Linked DNA regions of Sus scrofa: all the other regions are linked to region 3. A link is a contact called in public HiChIP or PLAC-seq and promoter capture Hi-C data. All regions are on one chromosome and are shown on one strand. Each heading gives the region's core, a stretch centred on a gene start, on an enhancer-like site or on the middle of the called end of the contact. The rest is flanking DNA. Distances are from core to core; before and after follow the strand shown.

Region 1 (3,940 bases), core at 770-3,269, 1.8 Mb before region 3:
CACCGGATCTGAGGTGCATCTGTGACCTACACTAAAGCTCATGGCAATGCTGGATCCCTGATCCACTGAGTAAGACCAGGGATTGAACCCATGTCCTCGTGGATTCTAGTGGTGTTCTTTACCACTGAGCCAGGATGGGAACTCTCACAATTTCCCCCACTATTAATAGTGGTAACTACATTTGCTACAACTGATAGACCTAAATTGACATACCCTTACCACTCAAAGTCCATAGTTTACCTTAGGGTTTACTTCTGATGTTGTACATTCCGTGGGTTTGACAATGTCTACATATACCCATCATGAGAATATCATCCAGAATGCTTTCACTGCCTTAAAAATCATCCTCCCTCCCGCAACTCTTTAGAAATCTTTGTGGTGTTGGAAGAGTTCTTGAGTTTTAGTGGTGGTTACCCAAATCTATACAACTGTTAAAATGACAAAATTATACAAACACATTGTACAAATCTCAGATTTCTGGTTTTGATACTGTACTATAGTTCTTTGAGATGTAACTGCTAGGAGCACTTGGTGAATGGTGCATGGGACTTCACTGTACTATCTCTGCAACTTCTTGTGAATCTGTAATTATCTCAAAAAGTTAAAACAATTTTAAAAAATCTGTTTTTTGGTGAAATAAAATTGCACTGAACTTTCTGAGAAAAATTTAGCGAAACAGAAACTCAACTTTCTTAGAAATTCTGTACTATCACTTATTAACTAAGCAAAGGTTGGTGGTGTTTATACATCAATAGCAGAAGACCAAGTTAAAACAGAGAGTGAAAAGCTCTGTAAAGTGGTGAATTAGAAAACAATTCTTGGGAGTTCCCATCGTGGCTCAGTGGTTGATGAACCCAACTAGCATCCATGAGGACAAGGGTTCCACCCCTGGCCTTGGTCAGTGGGTTACGGATCTGGCATTATTATGAGCTGTGGTGTAGGTCACAAACGTGGCTCAGATCCCAAGTTGCTGTGGTCTGGTGAAGGCTGGAGGCCACAGCTCCTAGCCTGGGAACTTCCATATGCCGCTGGTGCAGCCCTAAAAGACAAAAAAAAAAAAAAAAAAAAGAAAGAAAACAATTCTCTTTTTTTGTGGAAAGCATCACATGAAAAGGGGCAAAAAACACACAATGGACAGCCACTAACACAAAATCTCCCTCAAGAAATAAACTTAAAATGGTCATTTCCAGTTCTTAAAATTATCTGCACTCCTTTTATTCCAGCAAGGAACTGAAAACCCAACAGTCAGCTAGAGGTTCTTAAGCACAGTACAAATTGAGGGGGGTGTTTTAGTCCTTGTTCTGTCTGGCATTCTCAAGGGAAGGACTGTACGCCACAATCGAGTCAGTTAAAATTGTACACTTTCTTAAATTACTTTTTAATGTACTTTTGGTTTCTAGTTCACTTTATTAGTTAAAAAATACCCTCCAAAGATGTATTCATATCTGGCGGCTAAAATGATCTGCCCAATGTCACATATGCTAAAACAATTTTACACAGATTTATATTTTCAAAAAAAAAAAAAAAAAAGAAGCAAAGGACAAAGTAATCATTGCAGATTAAGTTGCCACTGACCGTATAAAATAAGCTAAATCGTTTCATAAAATTTAAAAAAATCTTCCTTTCCCTTGCTCCCTGGAACGAAAGCTATCGAAATCTAAGGTTTAAAATAAAGTCGAAGATGCTCAAAAACATTGTCACTTTGTCCTTTACTGTGCAACAGCTTTTTTAATAAAGGGTTTAAGGAAGTAGACTTTGAAGCTCCTCCGAGTCCCAATCTGCAAAAAGTATGAAACCCCTTTCCGGTCGCACCACGTGGTGAAGCTTTTGGGTCTTAGCTGCCTGCCTAAACAACGCCCCAGGACTTGCAGACCCGAGCCTCCGTGGCTATACTAAACAGCTGGAAGCTACAAAAGAGGCGTGGCCTTCTCGGATGTAAGATGGCGGCCGCGCGACGCTCTGGGCGGTCCCCGCCGTGACTCAGTAGCCGGAAGTCCTCCGACTCCAGCCAGTAGGAAGCGGAAGTAAAGGGCGGTCGGCTGCTGGTCTTTAGCTTTGCGAGGCCGGCTTGTGAGCCGAGCCGCGGGAAAGGCGCGTGTCGGCCGCTCACTGGCGCAGCTGCTGCCCTCTCCGCAGCTGCCCCGCCCCACCCCGCTCCACCCTGCTCCGGCCTTGTCCCAGGTGCCGTCGCAGACGGAGCGCGGCCCCGGCATGGGCTGGAAAGGGGCTGCGGGCGGCGCGTGTGCCGCCGCTGCGCGGCCGGTGACAGGTACCCCTTGGGTGGCGTGGGACGGTCTCGCGGTCAGGAGAGGGTCTGGGGCACGAGGCGATTCCGTGTCCCGGTCACCTTGCGCTTCCGTTTCTTCCCTGACTCAGTTTCCCCTCCCGTGTCCCAACCTTCCCCCCTCAATGCGAGTGACCCGAGTTATCCCTCAGTGTCTTCTGGGCAAGGTATCGTTTGTGCGAGGGTAGCCGCAGGCTCTCTCTACCCCTTTGAGCCTTCATAGAAGAGCTTGGAGACCCATGTGCTCAAGTGCAGACGCAGGTGGGGGAAGTGCCCTGACATGCATTTAGATTAAGCCTGACCCTAAGTAGGTTGAGAACCAGCAGTTTGCAGGACCCCGATAGGAGAACGAACGGAACTTTTTATAGATTTCTCTTTTCCCTAAAATGAATTCAGGTGCTGAATATAGGTTGCCGTTTTCATTTAATACGAGGATCCGTTGGCTGGAAATTGGATGATCCGGTTTCACTTTTAGTGTGGGACCTGCCAGAGGAGTAAGATCTGCGTACATCGCCAATAAGTTATGGGTGTGAACTGTTCATGTTCTTTGGCCAGAAACTCTAGATTGTTTTGCATTTCTTGCCAGATTTGAGAACTAGCATATTTTGTTCATTGGAGGTCGTGGGGTCTTATGCCTTCCTGTGCTACACTATTTTGGAAAAATTCATCATGCGCTTGGCTGTCCAATTGTAGTGTGATGTTTGAAGACATTTTAAATAGCTATATGACAACACTACAAAATTTGGGATAATTATAGCCTTTCCATTTGACTTGCTTTTGATGAACTTAGCTGAAACTCATTTTTATTAAAGGAAATAAACATTGCTTTGTACAGTACCATGGCGTCTTCACAATGCATGTTTAACTTGAGGGAAATAAACTGGAGAAAATTCTATTAGACTTTTTCTCCAGTTACTGGTGGTCGTTTTCATATCAGATATACAATATCTCTTTTTAATTGGAAATTAGGTGTTTTTGGTTCAGGGCAAATGAGTTTTGCTAAAAGGTATAAATGTATATTAAGTTTAATTATTTCAGAAGTAAGTTTATTTCTCAAGAGTGAGTACTTCCTAATATTTTCCCTCGCTCTTGTCATACATGTTGAAACTCAGATGGCTGTTTTTTTACTTGGAGGGTGCAAGTGGTTTTTTTAAAATTTTATTTTAAAGCATTTGGTAGCTATTTTCTTCAACTTAAAAATGGAGAAAAAAGATTGGTACTGATTAGAATCTTATGCCTCTTCTGTTTTCCAAAAGTGAAAAACATTTGCCATAATATAACTTTGATAAGTATTTCTGATATCTTACTGTAGATAAATGAACATGGGATAGTATCTTTAATTTAAACTAAAGAAACTGGGCCACACACTCAATCTTGCAGATGATACATTTGGGCCCAGAACTTATTGAAGACTTTTTAATTTGTCCATCATGGCATAAGCATTATGCCTATGATTATGCAGTGCCACATTGCAGATTCTGACAGCTGTCATTTCCTAGACTATTCCTTTTTATAAGCAACCTTTAGTCAGGACCACTAGGGTCAGGTTGATAAGGGGTCTTTTAAAAGGAAGGTATCCTCAAACAAAAGGCCCCTCGGTGAGGTTCTTACCTTCTGCTCCTCTGGACAGCCTTTTCTTCTGGTGTTATCTGTGGT
Region 2 (4,311 bases), core at 1,504-4,003, 1.6 Mb before region 3:
AGACGGCAGAGGGCAGGCCACAGGAGGACCCTGGAAACCCCTCCTCCGTGGTCGGCATGCTGCTGAGCTCAGCAACTTCCCAGCGGGCGGGCAGGTCGGCGGCCCACCACAGCAGGAGGCAGCTGGCCTCAGCTGACCACGCACGGAGTCTTCCATTCCTGCTCCACATGCCCACCTGGAGGAAGGAGTGCTGACCTCCCTTGTGCAGCACTTGGTGGCCCCCTTCTGTGGGGTGGCTGGGCCTCTTGTTCTGGTGGACAAACTCTGGAAAACGGAGGCCAGGGTCCTTCATCCTGGTGACCCAGAGGGAAAAACAGCCTCAAGAAGTGGGGCCGCAGGACAAGTGTCCTGGTCGCAAACTAGAGCCCAGGACTGCTTGGCAAGCTTGACTTGGGTCTCCAGTAGTCCTGGAATGAGGTCTGCACACTGTCCCCTCCAGGGCTCTGGAGGGGCCAGTGTGGCTGCCAGCCCCCAGGTCCAACCTGGTCTGGCACAGAGTGGTTGGACTCTGGGGAGTAGCGGGGTGAGGGTGGGTGGCTACCAGCCCCCAGGTCCAACCTGGTCTGGCACAGAGTGTTGGACTCTGGGGAGTAGTGGGGTGAGGGTTGGTACAAGGCCAGGAAAGTACATCTACGTGGTGCAGCCCAAATGCTGGGCAGGAAGCAAGGCTTCAAGGGCCTAGATGGGCAGACTGAGAACCGACATAGCCTTAAGGGACCAAAACATTACCCCTCAGGCTGGGAGCTGCTGCTAGTGGGGGGGACAGCCAAGGGAAAGTGGTGAGCCACACCCTCCCCCCAGCTCTAGGGCCCCAGTGGCTGACAGTCTGGGAAAGACCATGAGGGAAGGACTGAAGGCTGAGCAAGGACAGTTCCAAGCTGGCTGGATACCAAACCTTCATTCTCCAAATGGACCAAGATCTGCACCTGCAAGCTAGGAAAGCTGAGGAACACAGCTCCCCAATGGCCAGGCTGGCCGAGAGAGAACTCGGTCTTAAGACAAATGTGGAAGAGAAACAAAAGGCAGGCAAGAAGACCTTCCTCCTGGCCCTTCCCAGCCCCAACGTCCTGGGGAAAAGACCCCATAGGGCACCATCACAAACAGAAGAAAAAGAACCCCAACTTTAACCCTTGGAAATCCAGTATCCTGGGGAGAGAGGAGGGTCTTTCTGCATACAAAGTGCTTCCCAAAAGAGCTCCCCGCCCCCCAGATCAATCTTCACAGCAGTGGGGGCCCCCAGCGAAGGCGTCTGGCTGCACAGGTGCCCCTGGCCAGCTCAGCTCCCCACAGCCTGCTGCTGGCCTGCTTCTGCTCCTCTTTGCCCTCGTTTTGGCCCACCTCTTAGGGGCAGGCAGTCCTGCCTCCTCCCCGCCCCCAGCCCCAGGTGACACTAGGGCCTTTGTTCTACCTGCCACTTGGGCAAGGCTGAGCCAACCCCCTCCTCTGGCAGCTCCTCCCCAGCCCTCTCAAGATAGACTGGCTGGGGGGGGGGCGTGGAAGGGGGGCGCTTCACTTCTCTCACTTCCGATGTGGACTGGAGCGGAACAGTGAGGGTGGCACACCAGGTGGCCTTCACACACAGAGGAACGCGTGTTCCCATCCGAGGATAGGCCAGCCTGGACTGCCAGCGCGGTCTTGGGGCGGGGGCCCCGGGAAGCCCGGGCGCTGTGCAGCTCTGCGAGCGGTGGGGAAAAGTAAAGAGGCACGGAGGAGGAGGTGAGAGCGGAATCAGAGCGCAGGGACCACAACGGGCCGCAGCAGACCAACTGGGGCACCTCGAGGTCAGGAAGGGGTCCAGAGGGGCTGCGGCGAATGGGGGCCCCCGAGAGGGCAGGAGAGAGGGGCACGGTGGGAAGGGCCGGCCCAGGACCGCCCGGCGGGGGTCCGGGCCCGGCCGCCAGCTGGCACTCCGCCGCCCTGGCCCGACGGCGGGATCGGTGGCAGGCGCTCACCTGGGCGTGCGCAGCGCGGCGGGGTCGCGGCGGTCCAGCACGCCGGGCACGCAGTTGGTGAGCTCGGTCCAGTCGGCGTGCAGTCCGCAGCTCCAGCCCGTGGAGAAGCGGGAGAAGAGCCAGGTCTCGCGGCGGTTGGGCCGGTAGCAGGTGCACTTCTTCTGGCCGGGCCGGCAGTCGCAGGGCACCTCGAGGCGCACGTTCTGCACGAGGTGACGGCCGAAGGTGGTGCCGCCCGTTTTCTGGATGTGCAAGAAGACTATCACGTCGTCGCCCTTCATGTCGAAGTGCAGCGAGCGCTCCAGCTCGCGCACCGGGAAGTAGTACTTCTTCTCGTAGTGCGGGTCGGGCGTGGGGAAGAGGTCCAGGTCGTCGGGCGGCGCGCGGCCGCCGGGCGCGCCCAGGCTCAGCCCCGGGCCCGCGTACTGGTAGAGGATGAGCATGAAGCACGCCGAGCCCGCCACGACCAGCACGAACTTGCTGGCGCGCTCAACCATGGTCCTGCTGCCAGCGCGCCGCCGCCGCATGTGTCACCATTGCCGGCAGCCCGGGCGCGGGGCGCGGGGCCTGGAGGGCGGGGGGCGCGGGAGCAGTTGCCTCTGCCGCCGCCGCCCGCGCTCCGGCCCGGCCCGGCTACTCGGCGCCCAGGCCGCCCGCAGCGGCGCGGGCCGCGGCCCTGCGTGGCGCCATGGCTGTTCTCCACCCGGCCCCCGATCCCCAGTCCGACCCCAGTTTGGCTCCGGCTCGGCTCCGGCCCGGCCCCGGCCCGCGCCCCCCGCGGCCCCGCGCCGGCCACTCCGCTCCGCGCCGCGCCGCGCCGAGAACGCTCTGCGCCGCCCAGCGCGCCGCCGCGTCTCCGCAGTCCGCCGCCGCCCCGCCCCTGCCCGCCCCCGGCCCGCCCCCGCCGCTCCTCTTGCCGTCGCCGCCCGCGCGAACCTGGGCCCCGCCCCCAGAGCTCAGAGCTGCAGGCCGGCACCCAGCTTCCGCGACGCGGGTCTCCGGCCTCGGCTAGGCAGCTCCGAGGCGGGCAGCGGGGTCTGTCTTTCCGTTCACAGAGGCGTGGAGAACGGCTGGGGAAACGTGTAGCGGGCGCGCACTGACCTTCTGGGCTGGAGGGGGCCCCGTGGCGGCCGGTGCTTTGGGGCCTGGGTCCCTGTCCCTGCTTCAGTGGAGGGAAAACCTTGACTTTGCACACTGGATGTTCTGAAGTTCCAAAAGCGGGGGGGGGGGGGGGGAATAGATTTGATGGGATGTGAGGCTGGGGGAGCGGTCTAGGAGAAAAAGGGACGGTAGGGGGCCTGGGTCTAAGGGCAGTGGTCAGACTCTCTTCCCCCTCCCCCCACCGTGGCTGTGGGACAATGACCCAGAGGCCCTCTTGGAGAGATGCCGAAGGGTCCGCGGAAGCTTTGGGAGCTTTATGCAGTCCCTCATTCTTTCAAAGGGCTTTTAACCAATGTGCATTTTTTCCCTCCAGGTTTATTCAGATCCCAAGGAAGAAGTTAGAAAAAGTTGAGCCAATATTTAAAATTGTGAGGGTCCACAAGAACACCCCAACCTCTGGCTTTGGAAGGTGGGTCAGTGGATCTGGCGCCCTGTCCCGTCCGCTTTGGGACCGAATGTCCCTGTCTGCTTTAGCCCAGCTTGCCCTCCACCTCCTTCCATCTTGGGCCCTGGGCCAGAACCTCTGGAACCCACACTGCCAGGAATTGCACAGAACAGGAGGTGGGTCGGGATATAAAATGACCTGCTGAGACTCTCAGCGCCCCTGGGTCTCTGGGCTGGTCCCTTGTTTTTGAACTCAGGCCAAGTGGTCTCCATCGAACCTGGGCTGCCTGGCCTGGGATCAGATGCCCACATCACCCCCTTTTTGGGGCTCCCAGTGGTTTCCATTCTGTTGTAGGTCCTGAAAGCATGGGGGAGAAGGGGTTGTGAGGTTTTATTGTGTCCATTATATTTCAGTAAAGCTCTTGAAAATATATTGAATCACACCAGAAATCTCTTCTGGAAGCAAACCTGGAGAACTGGAAAAACAACCAATGACACCCCAAAATCCAACTCAGGAGGGAGCATGCAATTGTCAGAAGTGGCTGAAGGCATACCCACTGAGCACAATACACAGTGACCAAGGGCCTGTTGCAGGTGGGTGGGGTGGGGTGACCAGTCCCTGGTGTGACCTGGGGCCCCAAAGTCCCCTCCCATCCTGTGACTGCTTTAAAGTTGTACCTGGCCCAGGAAGCCTTGTGGGTGGTTGGGTCAGACTTCTCCAGCAAGGACTCATTCTTGTCAGGAGTGGGGGCTGGGCTGGCACAGTGGCGAGCCTGGAGTCACCTGCTTCTGTCTGTTGTCACTTGACCTTGTT
Region 3 (4,105 bases), core at 230-2,729:
TTGGTCATTAATTTGTGAGACAAATATTAAGGGTCGTAAACAATCAGGGAATTGACACTCCCAGCTTGGGCCCGAATTCCCTCTGTGAATTCAGACAAGTCACTTCCTGCCCCGGCACTGGTTTCCTTAAAAAACAAACAAACAGAACTATCTAGACGTCCCTTCCTTTAGGCAAAAGCGTCTCTCCCTCTCGCAGTGGCTCCACTCGGTCCTAGTCAGTGAAGGCACTAGAAATGTGAAAGTTTCTCACGAGTCAATGGCATTTGGAATTAACCACGTTCCCATCTATTTTTTTTTTTTTTTTTTTGACACTATGACCGCCCCACCTCATTCTTTTCTCTCACTCACCCTGAAAACCTGGAAGTTTACTATTGGGTCACTTATGAAGCGTCTTCTATGTAAATTTCTCTACTTTTGAGTTAAAAACGAACAAAAAACACTATTCTGACGCGAAATGAAAACCCCTAACTTCTGTGGCTCCCAGTGTGGTTAGGTCAGAGGATCAAACGTGAGAGAAAAAAAAAATACAATACAAAACCAAGCAACTACAAAAAACACTGCAAACCCGAGGGTAGGAGAAACGACGCTGAGGCAGGCCCCACCCGCGAACACAAAGCTTCAAGGCCAGTCCGGACTCCTTAAGGATGCGACCTCCCGGCAAGAAGGAAAACAAAAAGAGCCCAAATCCCCCAAACCAGAGACCGCAGGGGCGGAGACCCGCGCTTAGCGGGCAGAAAGACTGCTGGCCAGCGGGAAGCACCCTCTGGGAGAGCAGCAAGACTGCGCGGGGGGGGGGGTCCGCTCTGGAGGGCCCTCAGACGGATGGCTCTAGGGGAGGTTCAGGAGGAACTAGAAGGAAGGGTAAAGGGAGTCCGCTGGGAAGGGGTGGCAAGCAGACGGCTCTAGGCGAGTCTCCGAAGGACCGGGGAGGGGAGGGTCCGCTCCGGAGAGGGTGCGGGCGAGCAGCTCTAGGTGAGGCTCCGGAGGAACAGGCTGGGGGAAAAGATGAGTCCGCTCGGGAGAGGGCACAGGCGGCAGGTCTAGGAGAGGCTCCAGCGAGACTTCAGAGGGGAGAAGGGAGGGGGAAAGACAGGACAGAGAGAAAAAGGAGGAGCATAGAAGAGGAGAGAAAGAAGGAGAGGCACTCGGGTCGGGGAGTGGGGGGTGCACGGACGGCGTCTCCTGAGGGAGGCTCCGGAGGGACCGCCGGCGGGGTAGGGAAGGGGGGGCGGGCCTGAGGTTCCCTTAGAGGGGCGCAGAGTGGGTAGGCCCGGCCTGTGGGGGGGTCCGCGTCTTCCGGTCCGGATGGGAACAACAGGAACATTCACCTGCAAAGCCTCCGGCCGCGGCCCGGTACCAGAGAAGGAAGGGAGCACAAGGACACTGCCTGGCTCCTCGGCTCAACTGCCTGACGCCAGCGTCCAGGTCGCCGTCCGACGTCACGCCTCCTTGGCGCGCATGCGCACGGCACGCACGGGGCGGGGCGGGCTTAAGTTTCAGCTAGAAAGGCGCTGTAAACCCTGAAGGTGCTTGTAGATACCACCTTCCAATAAGAGGAGGCGAGCAGGGTTTCTTTGAGGAACTAGTGACTCAAAAACTGCGGCGGGGAAAGCACTGTGACTGTCATAAACTTGCTTGTGCAACTGTAAATTGATGCAATCCTGGAGTAAAATTTGATAATATCGAGAGTTTTAAAATAGTTCTTTTTTTTTTTTTTTTCTTTTTTCCACTTCTTGGGCCAGTCCCGCGACATATAGAGGTTCCCAGGCTAGGGGTCTAATCGGAGCTGTAGCCGCTGGCCTATGCCAGAGCCACAGCGACGTGGGACCCGAGCCTTGTCTGCAACCTACACCACAGTTGACGGCAACGCCAGATCCTTAACCCACTGAGCAAGGCCAGGAATCGAACCAGCAACCTCATGGTTCCTAGTCAGATTTGTTAACCACTGAGCCATGACGGGAACTCCTCCTTACTTTTTTTTAATTTTATTGGCATATAATTGGCTTACAAAGTTATGTAAAATAGTTAATACTCTTTAAACCAGTAATTATTTGAGGCCGCTATTCTATAATAAACAGGAACTCCAGCCAAAAATTGTTTACAAGGATGTACATCAGATATTTAAGAAATGGAAATTAAAACACTCCTGGAGTTCCTGTCGTGGCTCAGTGGTTAACGAATCCAACTAGGAACCATGAGGTTGTGGGTTCCATCCCTGGCCTTGCTCAGTGGGTTAAGGATCTGGCATTGTCGTGAGCTATGGTGTAGGTCGCGGACAGGGCTTGGATCCTGCGTTCCTGTGGCTGTGGTATAGGCCGGTGGCTACAGCTCTGATTGGAGCCCTAGACTGGGAACCTCCATATGCCGCAAGTGTAGTCCTAAACACAAAAAGACAAAAAAAAAAAAAAAAAAAAAAAGAAAAAAAGAAAGAAAAACCACTCCTGACTAGGAGTTCCCGTTGTGGTTCAGCAGATTAAGAATCTGACATAGTCTTTGTGAGGATAGGAGTTAGATCCCTAGCCTCTATCAGTAGGCTAAGAATCTGGCTGTTACTGTTGCTGCAAGCTGCGGTATAGGCTGCAAATGTGGCTTGGATCCAGTGTTGCTGTGGCTGTGGTATAGGTCTCAGCTGCAGTTCCTATTTGACACCCTAGCCCAGGAACTTCCATATGCTGCAGGTGCAGCAGTAAAAAGAAAAAAAAAAAATCCTGAACACACTACTATATATAAAATAGAGAAGGAATAGGATTTACTGTATAACACAGGGAGTAAGACTCAATATCTCATAGTAAGCTATAATGGAAAATAATCTGAAAATTATATATATAATACATATACATACATCTAAATTACTTTGCAACACACCTGAAACTGATAGTGTTATATATCAACTATACTTTAAAAAAATGCTGAGATACAATTTCATACCTATCTGTGGCAAAAATGTAGAAGTTCATCTTAAATATGACAAAAAAGTAAAACCACCAGAGCTCATTTCTTACTGGGGATAGGTAGTGTAGCTTGTTTCAAACACTTTGAAGAACAACTCAGCACTACCTAGTAAGTTTTAAGGTGCAGGTACCCTATGACTAAACAATTCTACTTTATGTAAGTGCCTTAAAGCAGCTTTTTTTTTTTTTTTTTTTTTTTTTTTTTTTGGTCTTTTTACCTTTTCTAGGGCCGCTCCCTCGGCATATGGAGGTTCCCAGGCTAGGGGTCGAATCGGAGCTGTAGCCGCCAGCCTACGCCAGAGCCACGTCTGCAACCTACACCACAGCTCAGGGCAAAGCCGGATCGTTAATCATCTGAGCAAGGGCAGGGACCAAACCCACAACCTCATGGTTCCTAGTCAGATTCGTTAACCACTGCGCCACGACGGGAACTCTAAAGCAGTATTTTCAAACTGTTTGACTTTTTCAAACTGTTTGAAGTAAAATAATAAATTTGCTTTGTAATACAGTACATAACACACGTGTCAAAGATTTTATATGAAAAATGTTTTACAAAACAATATTTACCTTACTCTGGTGCCACACACTCTGCATTTTTATTTTCCAGTCTAGCTCATTTTTAATTTTATTTTATTTTTTATTTTTCATTTTGCTTTTAAGGGCCACACCCATCACATAGGGAGGTTCCCAGGCTAGGGGCTGAGTCAGAGCCACAGGCACCAGCCTACCCCACAGCCACAGCAATGCAGGATCCTAGCCAAATCTGTGACCTACACCACAGCTCACAGCAATGTTGGATCCTTAACCCACTGTGTGAGGCCAGGGATTAAACACGCAACGTCATGGTTACCAATCTGATTTGTTTCCACTGTGCCACAATGGGAACTCCTTTTAGTTCATTTTTTAAAATACAGGCAATGAGTGACAAGATCGATTTCATGACCTGAGCTGGGTAGTTGCTGCTGTTCAAGAGAGGGCTGCTCTGATTATCTACTGCTTCATACTGAGCTACCACAAACTTGTACAATTTATTATTCTCAAGTCTCAGAGTACTCTGAGTTGCTATTTCCCTTTATGTTACCTAGTAAGATCAAAGTGAAATAACCTTATTAGACATGAATGACTTCTTTGCTGTATAGGACAGTAATAATTTT

What was found. Promoter capture Hi-C pulls out the DNA fragments that hold promoters and counts their contacts. HiChIP or PLAC-seq counts read pairs in DNA pulled down with a chosen protein or histone mark.
Region 1: a contact with region 3 is called in a promoter capture Hi-C map of fetal skeletal muscle, with 5 times the contacts expected there. The contact joins the promoter of UGGT1 here to the promoter of PLEKHB2 in region 3. A contact is called at or near these places in 1 of 5 promoter capture datasets (fetal skeletal muscle) and 1 of 2 datasets of contacts at active chromatin or transcription factors (alveolar macrophages).
Region 2: an H3K27ac HiChIP or PLAC-seq map of alveolar macrophages shows a contact between it and region 3. The contact joins the promoter of HS6ST1 here to the promoter of PLEKHB2 in region 3. A contact is called at or near these places in 1 of 5 promoter capture datasets (fetal skeletal muscle) and 1 of 2 datasets of contacts at active chromatin or transcription factors (alveolar macrophages).

The regions. Positions count from the first base shown.
Region 1 is chr15:59,263,132-59,267,071 of Sscrofa11.1, reverse strand. It overlaps UGGT1 (UDP-glucose:glycoprotein glucosyltransferase 1), which reads left to right and starts at 2,019. Exons shown (of 40, transcript XM_021075942.1): 1 at 2,019-2,269. The coding sequence starts at 2,212.
Region 2 is chr15:59,064,890-59,069,200 of Sscrofa11.1, reverse strand. HS6ST1 (heparan-sulfate 6-O-sulfotransferase 1) reads right to left here and starts at 2,753. Exons shown (of 2, transcript XM_003133399.6): 1 at 1,953-2,753. The coding sequence starts at 2,479.
Region 3 is chr15:57,425,633-57,429,737 of Sscrofa11.1, reverse strand. It overlaps PLEKHB2 (pleckstrin homology domain-containing family B member 2), which reads right to left and starts at 1,479. Exons shown (of 8, transcript XM_021076267.1): 1 at 1,329-1,479.